Regions from separate parts of the Sus scrofa genome. Here regions 1, 3 and 4 are each linked to region 2. A link is a contact called in public HiChIP or PLAC-seq data. All regions are on one chromosome and are shown on one strand. Each heading gives the region's core, a stretch centred on a gene start, on an enhancer-like site or on the middle of the called end of the contact. The rest is flanking DNA. Distances are from core to core; before and after follow the strand shown. Region 1 overlaps PLD1 (phospholipase D1). Region 2 overlaps LOC106507999 (a long non-coding RNA gene). Region 3 overlaps TNIK (TRAF2 and NCK-interacting protein kinase). Region 4 overlaps TNIK (TRAF2 and NCK-interacting protein kinase).

Evidence for each region. HiChIP or PLAC-seq counts read pairs in DNA pulled down with a chosen protein or histone mark.
Region 1: an H3K27ac HiChIP or PLAC-seq map of alveolar macrophages shows a contact between it and region 2. The contact joins two enhancer-like sites. A contact is called at or near these places in 6 of 47 Hi-C or Micro-C datasets (embryonic fibroblasts, epiblast stem cells, fetal heart ventricle and 3 more) and 1 of 2 datasets of contacts at active chromatin or transcription factors (alveolar macrophages).
Region 3: an H3K27ac HiChIP or PLAC-seq map of alveolar macrophages shows a contact between it and region 2. The contact joins two enhancer-like sites. A contact is called at or near these places in 1 of 47 Hi-C or Micro-C datasets (heart right ventricle) and 1 of 2 datasets of contacts at active chromatin or transcription factors (alveolar macrophages).
Region 4: a contact with region 2 is called in an H3K27ac HiChIP or PLAC-seq map of alveolar macrophages. The contact joins two enhancer-like sites. A contact is called at or near these places in 3 of 47 Hi-C or Micro-C datasets (embryonic fibroblasts and skeletal muscle) and 1 of 2 datasets of contacts at active chromatin or transcription factors (alveolar macrophages).

The regions. Positions count from the first base shown.
Region 1 is chr13:110,333,618-110,338,277 of Sscrofa11.1, forward strand. All of the region lies in intron 1 of PLD1 (phospholipase D1), which reads right to left. Among named protein-coding and RNA genes, the nearest start is that of PLD1, 40 kb to the right of the region's middle. Within about 2 kb of position 1,699, at least 7 of the 83 cell types and tissues checked have an H3K27ac peak or open chromatin away from gene starts, as enhancers often do. A contact at or near this core is called in alveolar macrophages, where this site is marked.
Region 2 is chr13:110,128,417-110,132,873 of Sscrofa11.1, forward strand. The region is part of intron 5 of LOC106507999 (a long non-coding RNA gene); the gene reads left to right. Among named protein-coding and RNA genes, the nearest start is that of TNIK, 78 kb to the left of the region's middle. Within about 2 kb of position 3,140, at least 9 of the 83 cell types and tissues checked have an H3K27ac peak or open chromatin away from gene starts, as enhancers often do. A contact at or near this core is called in alveolar macrophages, where this site is marked.
Region 3 is chr13:109,889,588-109,893,947 of Sscrofa11.1, forward strand. All of the region lies in intron 2 of TNIK (TRAF2 and NCK-interacting protein kinase), which reads right to left. Among named protein-coding and RNA genes, the nearest start is that of TNIK, 160 kb to the right of the region's middle. Within about 2 kb of position 2,749, at least 5 of the 83 cell types and tissues checked have an H3K27ac peak or open chromatin away from gene starts, as enhancers often do. A contact at or near this core is called in alveolar macrophages, where this site is marked.
Region 4 is chr13:109,988,981-109,993,662 of Sscrofa11.1, forward strand. All of the region lies in intron 1 of TNIK (TRAF2 and NCK-interacting protein kinase), which reads right to left. Among named protein-coding and RNA genes, the nearest start is that of TNIK, 61 kb to the right of the region's middle. Within about 2 kb of position 3,326, at least 7 of the 83 cell types and tissues checked have an H3K27ac peak or open chromatin away from gene starts, as enhancers often do. A contact at or near this core is called in alveolar macrophages, where this site is marked.

The sequences.
Region 1 (4,660 bases), core at 449-2,948, 200 kb after region 2:
ATTCTAATGCTCCAAAAGGTACTAACATTTATTTTTTAACTTGCTGATAACAAAAAGCTCAAGGGACCCACAGATACCCTTTTAGAGTGGGGCAAATTTACACAAAGTTGTATCATTAAAGCAAATTTTATCTCATGGTTGGCTAGATAATCCATCTTTTTTAAAAAAATTAATCTGATCTGCTCACAGATTACTCTGGCTTCTTCTTATGTAATGTGTGTTTCCTTTTACATAATAAGAAGGTGGCTTTAACATGGAGAACAGACTTGTGGTTGCCAAGGGGGAGGGAAAGGGAGTGGGATGGACTGAGAGTTTGGGATTAGTAGATGGGCAATGAGGTTCTACTGTATAGCACAGGGAACTGGGTCCAATCTCTTGAGACAGAACATGATGGGGGGTGATATGAGAAAAAGAATGTATGTATATGGATGACTGAGTCACTTTGCTGTACAGCAGAACTTAGCACAAATTGTAATCAACTAAACTTAAAAAAAAAAAAGGAAAAAATCAAAGAAGTCAAAAACAAACAAAAGAATGTGGCTTTACATGACTGACATAATATACTTGTGGGAGGGAGCAAAACTTTTTCCTTCTTCCCTTCTAGATTCTTTGGCTGGTCTAGAAGTTAAATTGACATAGACAGATTAACAAGAGAAAAATAAATAGAATTTTGTATATAGGAAAGGCCATAAAAACGTGAGATTCAAAGATGTCACCAAAGCCAGCAGCTTTTATACCCTTTAGACAAATAAAGAATAAATCTGTGAGGACAAAACATAGGTAGCAAATTAGTGAAGAAGACAACAAGGTTTGTTTACACATTCTTTTTGGCCCTGAATTGCTTCTCTGGCAATAAGGATGCCTTCCACTTTCCTGGTACAGGGAGGGTCCCTTTCACATGGGAGTTTATTTCCTGCTCTCAGGGAGTAATGGGAGGATCAGAGTGTCCTTGTACCAGCTGTTTCTTAAGTTAACTTTAATTCAAAATAATCAATAGGCCGAAGCAGCATTATTTTGGGGCGGCATATGCTTCTCACTTTCATGTTCTTCTGAAAAACAAAATGAGTATTTTTTCATGTGCATATTAAAACATTAATTACTATTTTGCTTGTGGCCTTTAGTTTCTAAGTTCCCTTACTCTTTTCTTCCTTTTTTAATAAGAAGCCATGGTGAAAATTGTCCATTGCCTTCTTAAAAACAGCCACTTAAAAACTAGAGTGAGATGTGGTATCACTTACATGTGGAATCTCAAAAAAAGGATACAATGAATTTATTTACAGAACAGAAACAGACTCACAGACTTTGAAAAACTTATGGTTACCAAAGGAGACAGGTTGCATGGGGAGGGATGGACTGGAGGTTTGGAATGGTAATGTTCTAAAATTAGATCGCAATGATGGTTATACTACTATAAATATAATAAAACTCACTGAATTAAAAAAAATTTAGAGTGAAAATTCTTGTGGCTTGAAAAAAAGAGAGATAGTTCAAAATTGGTTTCTAGGCCCTGGGAGCACAAAAGCAGTGCTCTCCTGTGGCTGCCTCTCTACAGACTTCTGGACACAAGGACCCATGGACTCAGCAAGCCATCCATTATAAGGTATCAGAGGGTAATGCTCTGGCCACTTGCACTGCAGGGGAGAAGTGACTGAACCTGACAGCACCAAGCCCGTGACGTGTTACTTTCTTTCTTAACCACCCAGAAGCACTTCCTTCCTTGCTTGCCCAATCCAAGTAAGGAAGGGCATCCTGTTGCCCTGGCAGTTCCTGTAGCCTGAAACCACTTGCTTTTGTTCCTACCCTGTTTTCTTTGTGTTTCTCTCAAACCGCTTCCTCATGAGACCTCTCCATCCAGCCAAATGGATTTATTATATTTATTTTTCTTTTTCTTCTTCTTCTTTTTTTTTTGTGTGTGTGTGGGGGGGCACACTGGCAACCAGGGGTCAAATTGGAGCCACAGCTGCTGGCCTAAGCCACAGTCACACCAACACAGAATCCGAGCTGTGTCTGCAACCTATACCGCAGCTTACAAAATGCCAGATCCCTAACCCACTGAGCAAGGCCAGGGATGGAACATGCATTCTCATGGATACTAGTCAGATTTGTTTCTGCTGCACCACAACAGGAACTCCTATATTCCATTTTCCAACTCCCCTAGTTCTTCCCTCCCTTTGGGTTTATGCCACTGCCCCACCCTCATGCCTTCCCCCTCATGGCCAATAAAGGATTAAATCCTCCCCAGCATTTCAAGGGGCAGCCCAAATCTATATCTCCCATGAAATTTTCTCAGACCACCCTAATTTAAAAAAAAAAAATCGCTTTTATTTCTCACACTTAGAACAATCAGCAGCAGCAGATGAGTTAGACAACAAATTAAGCCTGATGACATTTCTACTGTTGTCTGGATTGGTTATTTAAATATTCTCTGGCATTTAGTGTTTCACATATTTATATCTATTTCCTCCAATCAAGTTACCAATAACTACGGATCATGAGTTATACCTTTAAAATCAACCACCATTAAAATGCATCCTACAGGAAAATTCCATCTTACTAGCATTCATATCTATTTTAAGATTATAAGAGATTTAAATCATTTATATTATCAAATAGTAATTGCAATAACAACAGCCAACGCTATTGCCACAATGTCTTATTATACCCAATATCTTACTTGGCATTCACATCTGCCCTGTGAGGTAGATACATTATTTCCTCCACTTCTCAGATAAAGAAACTGAGGCTGGCAAGGTTAACTTGCCCACAGCCATCCAGTCAACATACATTTATGGAGCACCTACTATGTGACAAGCATTGTTAACAGCATTAATGATTCGAAGCAGAAAATCCCTATCCTCAGGGAGCTTGTAGGTATTATACCAGAGGAAACAGACTATCAACATATAAAACAAATATCAAACCAGATAATGCTAAGTGCTAAGAAGAAAACCAAAGCAGAGTAAGGGACTGGAGAGTAATAGGGTGGGGGGCACACCTCTTACAAAGGATGGTCAGAAAAGGCCTCTCTGGGGAGATGACACTTAAAGCAGAGACCTGGATGAAGTAAGATAACAAGCCATGTAATTATCTGGGGAAAGATTCCAAGCAGAAGAAATAGAAATTGCAAAGGCCCTGAGGCCAAAGGAAGCTTAGAATGTTCAAGAACAACAAAAAGGTCAAAGTAGTCAGAGTATTGTGAAAGAAAGAGCAACAGAAGGGGATGACGTCAGAGAGCAAATGGGGAGGTCTGATCACGTAAGGCTTTGCAAGCCATTGCCCAGGTTTCTTTCCCCCTGAGATATAATACAAAGGTTCTAGAAGGTTTTAATCAGGGGAGTGAAATGCCGTGACATTTTAAGAGGTGACTCAAGTTGTGTAACTAAAGAGTAGACTGAGAGAAAGCAGATTACTTAGAAGACTACTGCAGTCAGCCAGATGGGAGATGATGGTGGCATCTTAGAGTGATGGCCGAGAAGCAGACAGATCTAAGATATACAGTGAGGGCACAGCCAAGAGGATTTTGTGATGTAAGGTGATACAGAGTGTAAAAGAAAGAAAAGTGCCAAGAAACACACTAAGACTGGTGTATATATGAGCAACAAGGAGAAAAGTCCAATTACTGAGCTGAGGAACATTGGGGTAGTGGGGAGTGAGAAGGTGCAAAACTTTTCAGAGGCAAATTAAAAGTTCTGTTTTGGAAGGGTTATGTTTGAGTAACTTAGATTCTCAAATGAAGATCTGTAGAAAATAGAATACATTTATAAATCTGAGATTCAGGGCTGAGATAAAAAATTGGAAGTCAGATGGCTTTAGACATTATGATTGGCTTTAAATAACATATTCACACCAAAAAGAGGCTGAGAACGGATAAAGGACAGAAGTCTGAAGGCTGAGGCTCAAGGCCCTCTAACATCTAAATGTCAAGGAGAAAGAAAAGATCTAGCAAAAGAGGCCAAAAAAGAGCTGCCAGTAAGATTAGAAGAAAGCCAGGAGAGCATGGGGAGACAGAGCCAGGTGAACAAAATGCTTCCAGAATAGAGTGATCAGTTATGTCAGAGGCCATAAAGATGAAGATGAAAATGAAAGACGAAGAAAGAGGAAGACTGAACTGACCATAGAACACAGCAGCATCGAGGTCACTGGTGACCTAGACATAAATGGTTTCAGAGGAGTTTGGGTACAAAACCTAAATGGAATGGGTTCAAATTTGAATGTGACTACAAGACACTGCAGAGAGAAATTAAAGATCTCTTAAGTGAACATACCATGTTCATGGATTAAAAGACTAAATATTACGATGTAGCTTTCTGCACAAACTGATCTATAAGTTCAATAAATCTAATCACAATGATTTCACTGGGCTTTTTGTAGAAATTGATAAGCTAATTCTAAAATATGTACAGAAATGCAAATGACCTAGAATAATTGCCAAAGCTATTATAAAAATTAAGACCTAAGTTGGGGGATTTATACCACCTAAGACTTTGACTAGTAAGTCTACATTAATCAAAAGTCTAATCCTGGTATGGGATCAGCAAAGAGATCAATGAGACAGAACAGAGAACTTAGAAACACCCATATTTACATGATTATTTGAATTTTCACAAGTTGACAAAGAAATCCAATAGAGAAAAACAATGCTTTATAACAAATGATGCTA
Region 2 (4,457 bases), core at 1,890-4,389:
GAGTCTCTGATTCAAAAAAAATAAATAAAAAAAATTAGCCATTGTTAACCAAGCATTATAAAGTGCCTTATATACACACTCTTTCCCTAGAGCCCACATCAGCCCTTGAGTCAGGTCCTATTTTTATCACTTGACAGATGAGAAGCTAAGGGTCAGAAGTTAGGTAACTTGCCCAAGGTCAGTTAGCCAGGTGATGAGATTAAGATTTCAAACCAGGCTTGTCTGATTACCAAGGCAGGGCAGTAAACTGTCAGCACCCCTCCCCTGCCATCAACAGCCTACTCCTATAAGATTGCTACTCAGTCCCACTTCAGGGTGTTTTCTTAAAAAGAAAAAACCATAGTTCACCTCACCATGATCATGGGCAAGAGTACTGGGCACTTCACTGGGCACTTCCTGTAACAAGAGTCTAACCTGGAGGCTCTTTCCCAGGAGTTCACCTGCATCTGAACTGTGTGGGAAGAGCAACAGAATATGTCTCACTAGGTGCTATCAGAGTCCGGTCCCCAGCTGGTACCCATTCTAGTCCTCTGGCTGCCTTTCACAAAACACAAAGCTATCTCCCCAGCTCCAGCCCCGAAGAGCCACAGCTGCCCTGGCCCAGCTGGCCTGCTCTCCTCCTGGCACAAAATGCAGTGATTCCTTCTTTCACAAACACAATTAGAGCATTTCTGTCAGACTTTTTAAAAGACTTTTTTTTTTTTGATGTAAAAAGAATGAAATAATGCCATTTGCAGCAACATGGATGGACCTAGAGATCATCACGCTAAGTGAAATTAAGTCAGACAAGACAAATATGATATGATATCACTTATCTGTAGAATCTTAAAAAAATGATACAAATGAACTTATTTACAAAACAGAAATAGACTCACAGACATAGAAAACAAACTTATGGTTAGGAAAAGGGAAAAGGGGAGGGATAAATTAGGAGTTTGGGATTAGCAGATACATACTACTGTTATATAAATTAGATAAATGTCAAGGACTTACTGTATAGCACAGGGAACTATATTCAATATCTTCTAATAACCTATGATGGAAAGGAATTTGAAAAAGAATAGATATATATGTATAACTCAATCATTTTGCTATATACCTGAAACTAACACAACATTGTAAATCAATGATACTTCAATTAAAAACAAGACTGTATTTTAGATAAGTTTTAGATTCACAGCAAACTTTAGGTGAAGGTACAAAGATTTTCCATAAACCCTCTGCCCCCACATGTTATCAACACTTCCACAAGAGAAGTGCATTGGCTATAATTTATGAACCTACATTGACATGATATAATCACCCAATGTCTGTAGTTCAAATTAGAATTTATTTTTGGGGTTGACTTTTTAATTTCTTAAGAACTTTTGGAATTGTGTTTGGGATTTTTAAAAAGAGCTACTATGGTGTTGTATTTTAAAAGCAATTTTGTTTCCACTGAGGGAGGGCTTCAGGAGGCAAGAGCTGGTTTTCAAACCTTTCCCTTCAAGCAGAAATATTCTGTGAGTTCTTGGGGTATGCAGTACAGATATCACATGCCTTCCGTGCATGGTTCCCAGGATGACAAATAGATATGTTGAGGATAATAACAGTAACAACAACAAGAAACAATGTAACCTGCTTACTCTGAGTCATGTACTCTTAGACATGAGCCATACACTTTTACACTTTTACACATGAGCAAACTGAGGTCCAGAGAAGTTCAGTCACTTGTCTGAGGTCACACAGCTAAGAAGTACAAAACCTTAAAAAACAGAGGAGCGGAAATCTTTCAGTATAATTAAAAAAAAAAAAATTTTCTTCTTTCAACCACCTGCATATGGGCGGTTCTGAGAACACAGCCTTGTTTCCTTCCACAAATATTTATTGAAACCCTACCATGAGCCGTTCAAAGAAGGGTGGTGAGATCAGAGTTCCTAGGCTGTGATTTCAGCATTGGATAGAGGCGTGCAATGGTATTAGAAAATCTTCGCAATGTGAAAACAAGCTCTCTCCTACTTAGTGCCTCCACCTGGCAAACCGATCCCGTTTGCCTTCACAGGAGGAAGCGACAGGGCTGACACCTATTGTCTGTTCATGTTCATCCACTCAACCCTGGACTCTCCCTCCCCTCCCCCCCCACACACATGAAATGCTCCACCTGGTGAACAGTGCCCCCCTAAATGCCAGGCCTCATGGGCATGGACACTCCTTATCCTGCCCATCTTCTCTGTGGCATTTGACACTCTTACCAACTTTTTCTTGAAACTCCCTTTTCTTGAAACTCTAATGACTTTCCAAGACCACCCCTTTCTTGTTTCCCTCCCACTCCTCTGCTGCTACTTCTCAATATCTTTCATTGTAAGTAATTTCAAAACATGGAACTTTAAATATGCTTAATGCATAATTAACTCATAGTGGTTTTGATAAACTTTATCTGCATCATGCCAAGGGGTGAGCATGGGAAAAACATCGCAAGGAAGGCTCACAGCACACCCTGCGTTTGCCCACCGGTTCCATTAGAAGATGTGTTCCAGCTCCAGCATGGTGTTGAGCTTGGCTCTGTCTCTTCTGGGCACTCACTGTGAACCTTCAAAGCAGGAGCAGCAGCTCATTGTTTGCTAGGAACTATATTTAGGAAAGGCAAAGCCTGCTGGGTGTGGAAAGACTGCTGGTTTAGGCAGAGGGTCAGACTTAAAGGCCTAGACCTGTGAACACTTACTTCTTGGGTGTTAAGATTTTAAGTGTGTATTTTGGAACAATAGGACCCCAGCTTCTGCTGGCCCTAAAGGGTTACAGATTTTCCCTTTCCGTGACAGATTGTACAGCTACATCCCAGAAGACATAAAACTCCTTCCAGTCATCCCAGATTTAGGTCCATAGATTTCCAGTTATAGAAGAGAGCCATTCTGGGTAACGCAGCAGATGTAAATTGTGTGCCTGCATTGATTTCGCATTAATTTCTCGTAGGCTATTTCCATGGTGCTTAAATACCACTTTTTAAAGCTTTTATGGTATTGTATTTTAAAAGCTGATTTGTTTCCACCTAAGAGCAGGCTCCATGAGGCAAGAGCTGTTTTTCAAACCCTTCCTTCCCCTTGTGGGAAAGCATTTTCCCTGGTAAAGAATTGTCAATAATGAGCTGTCTGTTTGCACAACTCCTGCGTGCATATTCTTGTGATGCTTCTGTATTCTTCCTTTGCAAGACACGTCATGGGGCACAAGCTTTAGCTTTCATGCTCCCTTGAAAGACCAGCCCTGACACCTTTTGGAGCTGAGTTAAGTGGTTGTGTAGGAGCTCAGGGCTCAGATAATGGCCCTGAGTGTCCTTGCTGCACAGCTCTCTGGGCCCTTCATTTTCCTCTTGAACCAAATGCCTTCAGAACCTGTCAGATGAAGAGCAAAAAGACAATCTACCCCCTTTTCTTTTAAAAGAGAGAAGGAGAGCTAAGATGCTAGATTCAGGTTGAAGCCCTGAACATGATACAGAAGCTCTTCTTACAACCTTTGAAGCATTAATTTTACACATAAAGCCACACAGCACACAGCAAAATAACAGTATATCAGCTGTTTCTCTACCAACACACGGCACCAGACAACAGGGGCCCTTCAGTGGCATTTCTTCATTGATGTGGCAGTGTTTACTAGGCTTGGGTTTATTTTTGAGACCTTTTACAAGTGGTTTGATGAACTGAATTAAACTAAACACTAGGAGCACTTGAGAGTCTTGAAAATGCAACTGAAGAGAAGTATACAATTATGATGAAAACTAAAGTTACCATGAAATTGGAAAGAAATGGAAGGTGAATGTGGTTTAATCTGAGGGCTAATTCCCCAGCACAAAGAGGGAGCTGTGCAGCATGGACTGTACAACTGACTGTGAGAGGTTAGAATGCTGACGCTGAAGATGGTTGCAGGTTGGATGTCTATTATACTAAGATTAATTCAGGAGAACACTCTGGACTCAAGGACAAGCAGACATCCCTTTAGGGATGTAACCTCATAAAGAAAGGTAATTTTGTACAAAGCAGCTGCATTTACCAGTGACATGCTCATTTTTAGATTCTAGCACCACCTAGGGGAGAGAATGAAATAATTTTTATCCACTCTCAGGTCAAAAGACTCTATTAACAATTTTTCAGTTTTCAAAATGCTTTCATTTTAATGTCTCATTTGATACTCAGGTAATTATCTTTGAGGTATGAATTTCTATCATCATTGTACAGATGAAGAAATTCATCTTTCATGAGCTTATTGCACAAAGAACTTGGCCAATTTTTCATGTGATTGGAACTGTTCTCCATGAATTGATTACTTTTTAAACAACTTTATTCAAGTGTGATTTACATTCTGTAAATTTAACTGATTTTATATATACAGTTGATTAATTTTAGTAGGTTTGCTGAGCTATGCCGCCGTTATCATAATGCAGTTTTAGAACCTTTTTTAATCACTGCAAGAAGATCCTTTCTACCTCT
Region 3 (4,360 bases), core at 1,499-3,998, 240 kb before region 2:
CTAGGAGACAGAGAGTTTGGTGTTTTGGTGAGTGTATAGGTTGGGAAACTGCACTCAAGTTTGGGAAACTCTGTACGAGGTTATGTTCCCTCAAAGCAGAAACCTCCCTTTTGTGAGGATGAGTCTGGATATTAAGTCTCTGCTTCCTGCTCACCCTTCAGCCCCCAGAATCAGGTTTATACCCAAGAAACGCAGAGACTGGCAGTCCTCCAAAGTGTTCTCTCCACTTCAGCAGACTTCTCTCCACACAGGAACTGGGGGTGCCCACTACAGCTCCAAACTGCTCAAGGCTCCTGTCCCCCTACCCATAACCCCCATCCTTTTCTTCCCAGCACTTTTGTAACAATTTACTAATCCTGCCTTTTACCTTGTCCACAAAGTCTTTGTTTTCTGAGAGTTCAATTAGCTAAACTGAAAAAGTAACCAGCGTTCTTGTTAATTGAAAGCTCTTCCTTCCTTCCCTCCAGGGAAATTAAGAATATCTTACACAGTGGCTTCCTAGAGTCCACAATGTTGTTTCCATTGTGGCGTAGGAAAATGCTGCAACTGCAGCTCCTGCCTGGGCTGCCTTGGAACCTGGGAAGGAGGTGGACCTTCCTGATGGAATCACTGTCGCTCCACCAACTCCAACTCTAAGATGTCTGGCCTCATGTGATCTGGCCACTCCTTCATGCAAGAAAGGATGCCAGCTCTTTAAAAGCAGGATATGCCCCTCCCCAGGATTTTTCGTTGAGCTCCACAAATCACAGAGGACCTAAATCAGGGTCTGGGTTCTCTGACTGGGCTCAGTAAATGTAAGGGAACCAATGCAAATTACTGATTCAACATCACTGAGACATTAGCAGTCATTTAAATTGTGTCCTCCACCTTCCTTAAAAACAGTATATTTTAAAGACTCTAAAACAGTCAGTGTCAAAATTTTGCTCATTTCCTGAATGCTGTAATTAAAGAGTCACTCCTCACACTTGTCAGAGCACAATGGAAGGCACCCTTGGATGCTGGCCTTCATTTGGACGTGACCAATGCTCGAAACCCCCAACCCTGCTATTTTGAATTCATGAACTGTTGGCAGAGTGCAGTAGCAAATATTAATTTCTATAAGTATGCTTCAGAAGAGAAGCAGCCCTTGCAATACATTGATCTCTCATGAATGTAGCAATAACATGTCACACCAGTGAGAAGGCTGATACAGAATCCTAAACCCACCCTCCACACACTCACACCCTTGTGAGAAAGTATGTGGAACACCTAGCTTCAAAGACAGCTTGGAGGTTCCCTGGAAGATTGCGCTTGTGTGTGTGTGTTTGTCCATTACATGGATTTTAAGAACAACTTCATCTAAGTGGTCTTCTCAGCTGCCTTGTCTGTTTCCACAGAGGATGGGGTGCTGGAGCCAGACTGCAGAGGTTTGAGTCCTAGACTCACCACTTTCTAGCTATGAGATTTGGAGGAAGTCATTTCATATAATGTTTAGAATTTGCTTTAAAATTCTCCAACCCAAAAATAAAGATGAAGGAAGTGGTGAGAGAGTAGGTGAAACAGGATGGTCCAAGTATTGATGGGTTGTTTTGTTTTGTTTTGGTTTTTTGCCCCCCCCCCTGCGACCTACACAGCTGTGGCAACGCCCAATCCTTTAACCCACTGTGCTGGGCCAGGGATCAAACCTGTGTCCTGGTGCCACAGAGATGCCGTTGATCCCATTGTGCCACAGCAGGAACCCCTGATGATTTATTGAAGACGGCTGAGAGAAAGTAATTCATTCTATCTACTTTCATGTTTGTTTGAAGTTTTCCTAACTAGTTCTGAAAAGGTACTTTTTTTTTTTTATTACTTAGAGCATAAATAATTTCCCAAGCCCTTTCACAGAACAACTTTCTCATTTATTTCAGAGATAAAAGGAGAGAACATATTAGGAATTCTTTTTTTTTTTTTTTTTTTTAAAGGCTGTGCTCCCCAGCACATGGAAGTTCCTCAGCCAGGGGTCAAATCGGAGCTGTAGCTGCCGGCCTACACCACAGCCACAGCAACATAGGATCCGAGTTGTGTCTGCGCCCTCACCATAGCTCACAGCAACGCCGGAACCTTAACCCACTGAGCAAGGCCAGGGATCAAACCCAAATCCTCACTGATACTAGTTGGGTTCTTTACCACTGAGCCATGACAAAAACTCTCATATTGCAAACTGTATTCTTATTTTGCAGAACTATTTCTTTGTGGTTTTCCTGTTCTCGTGTGTTAGTGATATAACAAGAAGGACTTTACCTTTTTTTTTTCTCTTCTACTAATTCAACTGTTCAGACCTAGGAAGAAATCCAGCTCCTGATGTGTATTTCACTGCAGTTCTTGCCTCTTTTAGGCCAGTCAAAATCCTAGGTGTCTGGACACAGTTATAATTTGGTGTCACTCAGTGTTGGCTCTGAGATTCCAGCTCTTCAATCACTCCCCTTTTGGAGGCCGGTGGAGGAGAGGACAAGGGAAGGGATGTACCACATTCCATTTCAAGCACCAAGACATTGGCATTTGGCTCCCACCGATTCCTTAACATCTGGAGTGATCAAAACACAGACGTGGTGCCCATGGAGAGAAGAGGCAAGGAAGGCACTGCATTGGGCTTAGTACATACTTTCCTTTTTTATCCTCCCCTCAACTTTCACATATAAGAAAAGCACTAAGGAGAAAAAAAGATGGTTTCCGGCCGGGGCTCCAAGAGTGCCAACATAAACAGCTGGTTTCCCCCGAGTTATGTTAATATAACTGACTCATGGGTGATCTCCGTCAGGGCTGCAAGTGATAATGTCAAAACTGTATACATTGGGGAAGGACTGTTTGAAACACTTTTTCCTCAAATTATCAATTTTTACTTATATTCCAACCAAACATGGGCATCTCTTTTATTCCTGATGGATCACAGAAAATTCAGAGACTGTTTTTCATCATGTCTTTGAGGGAAAAAAAAAAAAAAAAGGAACTTTGGGTATAATTTTATTATTTTTTCACATCTTCATCAGCTAACTTAACCTGGATCTGTTCTTTTAGATTAAGTGTAAAAGAATGAAACAAGTTTAAATTTTATGTTAAAAATTTAACAATTATCCCTGAAGTAAAGGTTAAAAATATATTTAAGACCAGCTAATATCAGCATCAGAGGAAGAGAAGTAATGACAGTTTTAATTATTGCATTCTCTTGTTTTGCACTTCTGAAGAGCAGCAATTAAACCTCTACTTAGACTTATGTGGAGAGTAAAACGACTGCACCTGCCATACAGACACTGTTTCATGTCCTTCAACTTCAGAGAGTTTTAGCTCCTTTGACTTTAGACCTCAGATCAGCCTGCAGGATGCAAACTGTTTTAAGAGTAGCACAGGGTCTTTGATGATTTAGGATGGTGGTGTTCATCTAATTCTAACTTTCCAGTCACTATGAACAAGTACATATCCTTGCCTCTACCAAAATCAATACAGACTAAAGAGTAAGTTGGTTGCCATCCAAGCAGTACACATGGGCCAAGTGTAGTTTCTAAGGACTGTAACACTGTCATTCACTGTCTGGATCTTGGGCAAGTCCCTTCCTCTGACCCCCCCCCCCCATTCTTGGTCTCTCTCTTCAGGCAACTATCGTGAAGACACTTTGTAAAATGTAAAACATTCACCCACGGAACTTTTGGGCAGGAGGAATATTTACCTATAAAGGCATGAAGCCAGACTGGTGGGTTACCTTTGGGGCAATGGCTGCCTATGGCAAAGACAACAGGCTCACTAAATATCCCATCTGTTCTCCCACACTGTCCAGCCCCTATGCAGTTAGGCTGGGCCATGTGATACTTCTGACCAATATGATGTGGGCAGAATGACATGTGTCATTTGCAGGCCAAAATGTAGAAGAGCTGGTGTGTGATCTTTTGGCTGTGTCTTTACTTGTTATGGTGATGGAAGGGGCTCCAAGTTGCAGGCATTGCAGCTACGAGATGGCAAAGCTGCTGCTACCATTAGCCCAGGTCCCTGAACAACTGTGTGGGGGTATGACACCACCGCCAACTCTTTCTGAGTGTACAGAGTAAATAAGAAACAAATCTTCATGTGTTAAACCATGGGAAGATGGGATTATTTGTTTCTGTACCACATCTATCGTACCCTGAATAAAATAATGTTTCAAATCCAAAAATCTTAAAATTTCCACCTAACCAGCTTCACAGAACTCCAGATGCTTTCTTTCTGCAACTTCCTCCCACACTGATAGATGAGAAGAAGGGCAGTATGTAGGGAAAGGCTCCTTCAGGGCATCCTGGCAACCATGCACATCTCCACATAGGCATAGAGACAAGGCTTACCCGAGGTCTAACCTGAATCTTAGATGGATGCC
Region 4 (4,682 bases), core at 2,076-4,575, 140 kb before region 2:
ATGACTGAGAGAAAAGAACTTCAAGATCCCAAAGTTCCCAACACCTTATAATTGCTGAAGATTAACTGATTAAAGTTCTAACAAAGTAACAGCTCAAAACCTCCCATCAAGTCCTCATAAAATCTACTAGTTCATTCCCCAGAATGGTAAGCACTCACCCCAGGATAGTTGTATGGGCTCTTACAGAAAACACAAAGATCAAGCGTGAGTGCATCCTGCCCTCTAGGAGCTTAGAGACTACAGAGGAGAGGACACCAAGACCAAGATCAGACACACCTGCAGACTATCTCCCTTCTTATTGGTTTCCCAGAATGCCTCTTGATTTTCAATTCTAAAGTGGCAGAGACTTTACCCATCTCTTGATAAACAATATATTGGCCAACGCATACATACAAAATAGTTCTTTACTGCAAAACTCAAAACAACATTTTAAACACACACAATAAAAATTTTAAGTTACAGTTCCAACTCAAGCGGTGAAACATAAGGATGTGTAGAAAATTTGGGAAAGTGAAAAATTCAGTCAACAAAAAAGGAATTGTAGGTGGCTGCATATTCACACATGAAATAATCCTTAGGGATCAGAAAACTAAAGTTTAAGCATTTTATATTCTAACAAAGGAGCTCACTTAACAAGCATTTCTACTGTGTTTCAGCTACACTTTAGGAAACTAGTTGGGGGTTTGGCGTTAATATGTAACACATTATCAATTTTCTCTCTTTTTTTTTTTTTAAAGAGAAATTTGCCCCAGGGAGTTTTTCAACAGAATGTCTTGTTTTCAAGCAAAATTAATACCTGTATCCATCACACAAAGTAGCAAATAATAAAGGAGTACCCCCAAAAGCACAAACAGAGCCATGGCAGTTAGAGAAAGGGGGAATTCCTTCCAATAGGCAAGAAGCAAAGAATATTTGGTTTAGGGGCATGAGTTTGAGCCCAAATGTTGAAAGGCAGCATTTGGACAAATGCAAATGGTAGGAGTCATCCAGTTGGACTCAGAGCAGGTAAGTTCAGGGCAGGGACAGATGAAGGGACGTGGTGGAGGGCTGGATGTTTAAAGCTCACAATATCCAATTGGGTGGCTGTGAGAAAAGTGCGGTGAGGGCTGGGGTAGGCAAGACCAGATGAAAGGTAGTGACAGAAATCCCCACAAAAGGTTCACGGGGTTCCACCTAAAAGAAAGACATGTTGACATATTAATGGGCAGTATATTCAGTGCATGAAAACAGCACATTCTTGATCTGCCCAAAGACAGTCAGTAGTGATTCTAATGCCTTGTTAAAGAGTTATCATACATAAGGATCTTTTAAATGCATTCTTTAGTCTCCTAAGAGAAGAAACACGTTTTACTGGGCATAAGAATAGCCATCCTAGTTTGTCCCAAAGAAAGAGGTTCCATAACTTTCCTGTTTTCTCTCCAATAAAAACATTGGCTATCCCCTTTTGACACAGTGTAGCATGCCCATATAAGTCACATTTCTAGGAACCATTATAGGAGGGCCACTCTATCAGTATATGTAAGGGCGACAGCCTTCTCCCCGGCTCAGTGGGTTTTCTCCGGTTGCACAAGTATAAACACATGGAGAATGTGAAGAATGTATCCAAGTTTGGCAGCCTGGCCACATTCTGCCTGGAGAAGTGCCCCCAAATGGTGCGAACTGAAGCGAAACAGCCACAGAAGCAAAATGCAATTTCGAGATCAGTGCAGACCCAGCTGCCCTTGTCTCTTAGACATTCCTGGCTGGAATTCCACTGAGCAAATGTGGGGGAAGAGAAGACAGGACAGACCAGAGGATCAGGAAATATCCAGCTGCATCCAGAGGGAACAGTCACCAAAAAAAAAAAAAAAAAAAAAAAAAAAACATGAGTTAAGCATGCAAACAGCAATTTCCCTGCAGGAATGCCCCCAAGGGCAGATCTGTAAATTATCTCTAGATATTTCTTTTCAGTCACGCCAGGACCTTATGGCTGATTCGTAAACCCTGCCTGGTGAACCTTATGATGGTCCCCTAAGGGGTCAGTTGTAGGTCCATAAACACAGCTTCCACTATTTGACCCGAAATCCAAATGGAATAATGTCACCCCCACAGAGCACTTCCTCATTTAGCCAATTCTGAATTTTTTTTCTCAAAAAATTCTATCAAGAGTGACTGTTATACCCACAGAAGGACAAGAGTTCAAGGAAAAGAATCAGTCATTTCTTTCCTGATTTTAATGTACCAACAAATGGGTCAAATTCAATGTTCATTTCTCAGGTCTTTTATTTTATTCCAAGCCTACACAGGACACTAATGGGAAAAAAAATCATTCATTCTTCGACAAATATATATTAAGTACTTAGGACTGCATCTCATCAATTCTAAAATACACATATTTTTTTCACATTTGATCATCTCTGGAATTGAAATACTGCTGAAAATTAACAAGGGTTTTCCTCCTTGGTACATAAAAGAGCATCTGACAATTACACTTGTCACACAGGAACTGTTCAGTACTTCTCAACTGGGTAAAACCACCTTTCCCCTTGACTTTGTCCTTTCCTCTTGAGTGCATCCTTGGACACTGTTACCAGAGCAACCTCTCGGGTCATGTAACCCTTCTCCCTGATTTAAATGAGCCAAAGAATTCCCTTTGCCCGTGGCTAAGAAGGAGTAGGAGGCCCAGGACGTGGCCCAGAGCTGCTCTCTCCCATTATCTCCTTGTGCCTCCTGCCAAATTATGAGCATTTTCCTCAAAATACCAAATTTCTCTCAATTCCATGTAACTTTTTTTTTTTTTTTTTTTTTTTTTTTGCTTTTTAGGGCCACTCCAGAGGCCACAGAGGTTCCCAAGATAGGGGTAAAATCAGAGCTGCAGCTGCCAACCTACACCACAGCTACAGAAATACCTGATCTGAGCTGCATCTGTGACCTACACCACAGCTCACGGCAACGCTGAATCCCTGACCCACTGAGCAAGGCCAGGGATTGAACCCATATACTTATGGATACTGGTTGGATTCATTTCCACTGCTTCACAACAGGAACTCCCCACATAACTTTTGGGATTCAGCTCAAGGATAAACTACCTGAAATCTCTTTCTCTGATACCTCCTCTTCCCCACGGAAGAAATCAATGTCCATCTTCTGATGTCCCACAACCTCCTTGCTATATTATAGCATTGCCCTACGATTATTTGGGGTTCTTTATCTCCTCCAAAAGACCATGATTGCTGTGAAGGGAAAGGCTGAATCTTGCATGTTTCTGATGCAAAGCCCTTGGGATTCTGCCCATGATGGAGCTGGAGATCAAAACAAAATTCTTGAAAGGATGGATGAACAAACCCCATGACACTCTTTCCTTCCTCATTTCACAGGGTGACTCACATTTGCAAGTTCACGACTCTCTAGGTCATCAGAAATCAGATAGGAGTTCACGTCTTCTTGGTTACTTTTAAAGTCTCAGGTCTCCTCTGTCTGAAAAGTGAAAATTCTAGACTGATGATCTCTAAGTTCCCTTATGACCTACAATTCTGTCATTCACACACCAGTGAAAACTACCTGCTATTCTGATATCTGGCACTGATCAAATACTGCTTTCCACAATGGAATCATCTTTTGAAAATGGATTCTGAGACTGGTGAAACAGCCTGTGCTCAAGACTCTCAAGGTTGTATGTTGGGGAGAGAGGGCATGTCTAAAAGTCCAGGGCAAATGTATCATTTGAAAAGGCATATTCAGTATAATTTTAGATCTAGAAAACAAATACTCTCCTTTTTCATTACAAGCAAAAGAAGATAAGATTTGATAAAGTAAGCTTGGCAGATGGAAAAAGAAAAAAGACAGTGATTCCCTATGGAAGAGAAGGCATGATATTTTCATAACGTGTAGCATAGGTTTTAGAAGCTCACAGAACACTATTATAAAAACTAACATGGCATAGTCTCTGGTACTACTCTGGGTTCAAATTCCAAATCTGTCTTCTATAAGCAGCTCTGTGATTCTGAACACTTAATCTTCTCCCAGCCTTAGGTTTTTGTTGTTGTTGTTGTTGTTGTTGTTGTTTGCTTTTTAGGGCCGCACTCATGGCATATGGGAAGTTCTCAGGCTAGGGGTCCAATCAGAGCTGCAACTGCCAGCCTATGCCACAGCCACAGCAATGCCAGATCTGAATGCATCTTCGACCTACACCAGAGCTCACAGCAACACCAGATCGTTAACCCATTGAGCAAAGCCAGGGATTGAACCCGCATCCTCATGGATAATAGTAGGGCTCGATTCTGCTGTGCCAAAGTGGAAACTCCCTCCCAGCCTTAGTTTTGATATCAGTAAAATAGGGATTATCATACACATCTCATAAGGTCATTCTTAAAGACTGCATATAAAGCTCCTCTAACAGTGCTTGGCATTTAACAGGCTCCTAATAAATGGTCTCAATTATTACAAGCAGTATTACTAATATCCTTTTCTTCAATCACAGAGATCACATTACATGCTCCATTACATGGCATGGGATGGTGGAGATGCTCTCAGGAAATTGGCAAATGGTGATGGTGATGATGACAATGATGAAGATGATGTCAGATGAAGCAATAAGTATCCATGGAGTGGCATCTGATTTTTTAAATAGGTACTGAAAAGAGATCTTTTTATGATTTACCTGCTTTTTAGCAAGCATTTTTTTTTATTTATGAACCACAGAT